Regions from separate parts of the Mus musculus genome. Here region 1 is linked to region 2. Evidence: chromatin contacts called from public Hi-C data. All regions are on one chromosome and are shown on one strand. The core of a region is the stretch at or near the end of the contact, and the rest is flanking DNA. Distances in the headings are between cores, read along the strand shown.

Region 1 (2,700 bases), core at 51-2,550, 85 kb before region 2:
CCTTACTTCAATTAGAAAAGAAATGTATCTCCTTTAAAAAATGCCATTAAAAAACATTTTTAATCCTTATTCCCTCCCTCTCTCCCTGTCGTTCTCTCACTTCTATCTCCCCCATTAACTTTTCAGCTGATAAAAGAATATTGACAAGTATCCACCTTGCCATAAACAGGTGGGGTGGCATAGGGTGTTCTCCACAGCTTATGAAATACAGGGAACTCAATAACAATCTGACTTCCATGAATATGTCTAGGGCCTGGCTTGTTCGCAGCACGAGTTTCTATTCTTTACCCACGAGGCTCCAGGTCCTTCATGTGAACAACTATAGAGTAACAGTTTGCACCTGACTTCCTCAGTCCACTTCTAAATGAGGACTGTCATCAAAATGAATGACTTGCTCTATTGGGAACTGTTTTAAAATCAGGACTCATATTTCCTGAGCCACAATGGCGTGTGTGTGTGTGTGTATGTGTGTGTGTGTGTATGTGTGTATGTGTGTGTATGTGTGTGTATGTGTGTGTATGTGTGTGTATGTGCGTGTACGTGTGTGTGTGTATGTGTGTGTGTGTGTGTATGTGTGTATGTGTGTGTATGTGTGTGTATGTGTGTGTGTATGTGTGTGTGTGTGTGTGTGTGTGTGTGTGTGTGTGTGTGTGTAAGAAAGTGTGTGCTCTGGAGGAAAAAAGATAAGACAAGAGCTGGCTTAGAGGGTAAGGGCGCTTGCGGTCGAGCTTGATGAAATGAGTTCAAATTCCAGGTCTCATCGAGTAGAAGGGGGAACTGGAGGAGTGATTCTTGCTTATCCTCTGAAGCATAGCTGCACCATGACGCTCCTCCTCACACTCACGACCAAAACACGCACAAATAAGTATATGTAACTGTAAAAAATTTTAAAAACAGAAAATAATAACTAAGGGATTACCAATATTCCCTTGGCTGTCCCTATTGAAGACAAAGAATGAGAGAATTTGAGGGATACAAAAAGAGAGAGCAAAATCTAAGAAAATATTCAGAGAAAGAAAATTAACAAAAACTGATGTGATTTTTAAAAGCATTTTTTAATAAAAATACCTTTAAATGTTGATGAAGCTCATCTTTAAAAGTTAAAACAAAATATAGAAATAAAAATCCTCAGAATGGCCAGCTCCTGATTGTCCTGTGTTTCTGTTGCTGCTCTCAGTATATCTAGGCCCCAAATGATGTCTTACTGATTCCAAGCAGCTGGGAGTGACTTGCACTATATACAGAACTCTCTTCTGGCACGTAAGGAATGCACAAGTCTCCTGGCCCTTCCATTTTCAGGAAGCCATTATCAAACGCTGTCATCTTTCTGGCAGGCAGGATGTTTGCAAGCTGTCTGTATGAAGTGTGGTGCAGATGATTTGACCAGATATCAGACTTGGCCTTCAAATGTGCATCTTTGAATTTGTCAGTTCATCCTGCTAAGTGCTGATCAGAAATTGGTTTTGTTTCTTGTAGCCAAAATTATACAGAGGCATAAATATTTAATACTCTTGGCTCTCTTTCATGACCTTGCCTTCCCCTAGATGGCTCTGAAAGGCATGCTGGATAAATTTCCCAGATGCCATGCCATTGACGAAAATACTCAAATATGATAGGGTCCAGCAACGTCCTTCCTAGGAAAAAGATGTGGGACACTGTATACTCAACAGATGTTTAATTACAAAGTGCTTACTCAACCCTGCCTTTCACGAGATGTTGAGCAGACTGTATTAAGGTTCCATAGTTGGCTAGACCTAGGTTTTCAGGTTTAAATAAAGTATTATTCCAAATAATAATGTGCTATAAAATTGAGTTTACAAAGTTACTTTAAAAATCACATAGTCCATATATCTGACCCATAGCCTCTATGATAAAGCCATGTTGAATTTTATCACTGTCTCAAGATATGACATAAAAAAATTAAATGAAAGAATGAGTTTGCATTCAGTAGACAATTTGCTCCATTGTGTCCAATTTTGTGGCCAGGCAAATTAGAGCTGAAGAAGGCCATAGCTAATTGGAAATATTCATTTCATGGCAGCCAGGAGGCAGAGAGACATAGAAAGCATCCCTGAATTGTTGAGTCTCTATTTTCTATTTTTGCTTCATCAGTATAAGCAATGTAATATAATGCAATATAAGAAAGTTGCAAGGTTGTAGATTATAAAGCTGATATAGAAAAGGCAACTACTTTCTTATACAACAATCATGTACAGATAGAATTTGGAATAAAAGAAACTATTTACATCCTTAAAATTAAATACTAAGGGAGCTAAAGAGATGGCTCAACAGTTAGAAGCATGCTTGCTGCTCTTCCAGAGGGTACATGTTTGTTTCTCCATACAATATCTGGCAGCTCACAACTATTCATAACTCCAGATCCTGAGGATCCAATGCCTCTGCCGTTCATGGGTACCTACACTCATGTGTACACCTCACATGCAGACACACACACACACACACACACACACACACACACACACACACCCCTACACATACTTAAAAATGATGAAGATAAATATTTTAAAATATTAAATACTTAGGTATAACACTAAAAACAAATTCAAGAATAATATAAAGAAAGCTATAAACTCCAATGAAATATACTTTAAAAATTAAATCGAAGACATATTCCATGTTCACAGAGAATGTGTCAGTTCATTCAAACTGCTGTTACAATACAATGTTATGGACTAGCGA
Region 2 (2,700 bases), core at 81-2,580:
ACAAACACACAGAATAAAAATATAATTTTAAAAAAATCTTACAGCAAAGGTATATCAAAGTAATAGATCAAATTCAAGTTGCATAAAAACCTGTCTTCTAACTGAAATATTTAGCAAACACAATGGTATGAACTAATCCCATTTCCTTACTGGAGGGGCCACTTGAAGACATTCCGTTTGTAAGAAGATGGGTATGGCAACAAATCTGCCGCAATCTAAGCAGAAGACCCAAGACATCTGCATAGTGTGCAAGGACAGTCCCTTCAGTAAAATACCTAGGGATAAAATGTCAGACATTATGAACATCTCTAAACAAGAACAAAAACAAAAGCAAGCTCATCTTTAATGAAACCAAGAAAAAAAGTCACCTAGGAAAATGTCAATATGCATGACCTACAGACCTCAGCTGGCCCTTCAAAGTAAGTGGTACATACATACTGAAAGGAAAATTCATATCTCTTCTGTAAAAACAGAAATAGGGTGTATGCATGATGACTTCAATTTTCAATCCAATTTATACACACACACACACATACACACATATTCACAAAACACACACACAGTAGGGGGAGTGTTATTGTATAATAATCAATTTTGTAAGTAATTATGTTTCTGATCTCTGTTATATAAAAACCAATAAAACCTAGAAGAATTTACATTATACTGACTCCCATGAATAATAAGAAAATTAAGTATTTCTTGATGGCCTGGACCTATACATGACTCTGGACAAACAGCTCGTCCAAAAAGAACTCAAAATAGTCAAACATTGAATAACCAGCAAAGAGCAAAGAAGGCAGTGAAATTAAACTCACCAGAAAGTTACCACAGAAAGCATAAAATTTATGACTGTGAGCACCTCCAGGTAGCTCAGAGTTCTACATCCGGACCGGAAAACAGTAAGAGAGTGCCACACTGGACACACCTCTGAAACCTCAAAGCCCAACCCCCCTGACACACTTCCTCCAACAATGTCACACCAATTCCAATAAGGCCAAACCTCCCCACAGTGCCACTTCCTATGAGCCTATGAGGACCATTTTCATTCAGACCACCACACACTAAAACCACTGACAAAACCATATGAAAGGACATAGGACTAAGAAAACAAAAAATAGTTATAAAGGATGATAAATAAATCAATACCAATAAAGAGCAGTGGGAAGACATTTAAAAACACAGAAAGAAAATAGAACAACAACAACAAAAGACAAGAAAAATAGGACAAAAACAGTACATTTTCTTTTTAAAGGGTGTGGGTGTCAGGGGGAGGGGGAGGATGCAGATACATAGAATTGAAAGATTTAAATGGTGCTATCTATATCTTCCAGAAAGTCAACAGGAAGGCCCTGATCAAACTGCTGTACTTCCGTGGGGGCGTGGATGTGCACATCAGGCTCCTTGCTATTTTTTACTTATGAAACACTCTCCAATGCTTCATGCGCTGAACTCCAGGTCTCCAGCTACAGCACTGACTGACGCCTGAGGTTCTAGAAACTCTAAGCCTTTGGGGAATAGACGGATCTTGCCCTGACTTGAGCACTTGTTTCCGGTGCTCTCTTGTCCGCCTCTTGTTTATCATGATATTGCTCCGTTCCACTCTGTAGTTTCCACTACCATGGGTTGACACCTCTGGAGCAGAAAGCCAAAATAAAAGCTTTCTCTTTAAGTCTGAAGACAAGAATTGGCTATAGAAAGGCAAAACTGACTATTATTTTTTTTTCAAAGAAATACTCAGTGTGGAAGAGAAGAATAATTAATCCAAAAATTACATATCCAATCTGAAACGTCAAGTTGATGATGCAATCAAGTCTCCTGGTGAAAAGCAGAAATTTTAAAGTCAGACTGGTACATTCTGTCAATTTAGCTATGCAGACTTGGCCAGCAGCCTAATCCTGCCTGTGTCCTCAGCTATAACAGTTACACACCACATCTGGGAGGACTACTCATGAAGTTAGTGTGTACAAAGCAATTACAACACGACCTGGATTACTTTATAAACCTTATATATACTAGTAGTGACAGTGGCAGTGTTTTGGATAGTGAAGAAAGTAAAAAAGTAGGCAACATAATACACACGATAAACTTCCACGTTCTGAAACCAACCTGCTAAAATTCAAATAACAACTCTGTCTCCTGTGCCTTAGCCTCCTAATCCAAAAAATAATTAAAAAAAAAAAAAAGTGTTCATTGTACTTACTTAATAAGACACCATTAATGTGCACATTTAAATACTTAGATCAATTATACTCAATCAATGCTTATAAAGTATTAATAAGTCTACTACCTATGAAAGAGGTTACTTTAACAATAACATCCCTGAGAACACAATTCAAACAGACAGCTTCCTCAGCACTCTGCATTCCCTCCCGGGCATGGCTACATCTGACTGGCATTCAGCTTGTTGGTTTAGGAAACTGCTTGTGGGACCCACCACATGGCATGCTGGCAAGAGGCTTCCCACTGTTTTACCAGCCACGCTAGTACCTTTTCGGATAGACCTACTTTTAACTTAATCACTCTCTTAGGTGACTTTACTCAGGCTCATCACTCACAAATAACAGAAACTTAAGAGTCAAACTGGGAGCACTGAACTCCATACCTGCCTCTCCAGCGGGTAAAGTCAATCCCGTATGTTCACATGACAGGTCTAATGCAGAGCTTTTGATCCCACGTTAGAAACTGTTCTTCCTTTACGCC

Evidence for each region. Hi-C and Micro-C count contacts between places; a contact is called where the count stands out from the background.
Region 1: a contact with region 2 is called in a Hi-C map of the G1E-ER4 cell line, with 3 times the contacts expected there. The contact joins two enhancer-like sites. A contact is called at or near these places in 2 of 15 datasets of contacts at CTCF or cohesin (CD8 T cells and pro-B cells), 36 of 484 Hi-C or Micro-C datasets (CD4 T cells, ECoMG myeloid progenitors, the G1E-ER4 cell line and 18 more), 2 of 115 datasets of contacts at active chromatin or transcription factors (bone marrow-derived dendritic cells and hepatocytes) and 1 of 9 other capture datasets (liver).

What each region holds. Positions count from the first base shown.
Region 1 is chr3:20,188,066-20,190,765 of GRCm38.p6, reverse strand. No RefSeq gene overlaps it. Among named protein-coding and RNA genes, the nearest start is that of Gm31320, 33 kb to the left of the region's middle. Within about 2 kb of position 1,300, at least 15 of the 459 cell types and tissues checked have an H3K27ac peak or open chromatin away from gene starts, as enhancers often do. A contact at or near this core is called in the G1E-ER4 cell line, where this site is marked.
Region 2 is chr3:20,103,216-20,105,915 of GRCm38.p6, reverse strand. It overlaps Hltf (helicase-like transcription factor), which reads right to left. Exons shown (of 25, transcript NM_009210.3): 19 at 151-275. Among named protein-coding and RNA genes, the nearest start is that of Hltf, 47 kb to the right of the region's middle. Within about 2 kb of position 1,330, at least 55 of the 459 cell types and tissues checked have an H3K27ac peak or open chromatin away from gene starts, as enhancers often do. A contact at or near this core is called in the G1E-ER4 cell line, where this site is marked.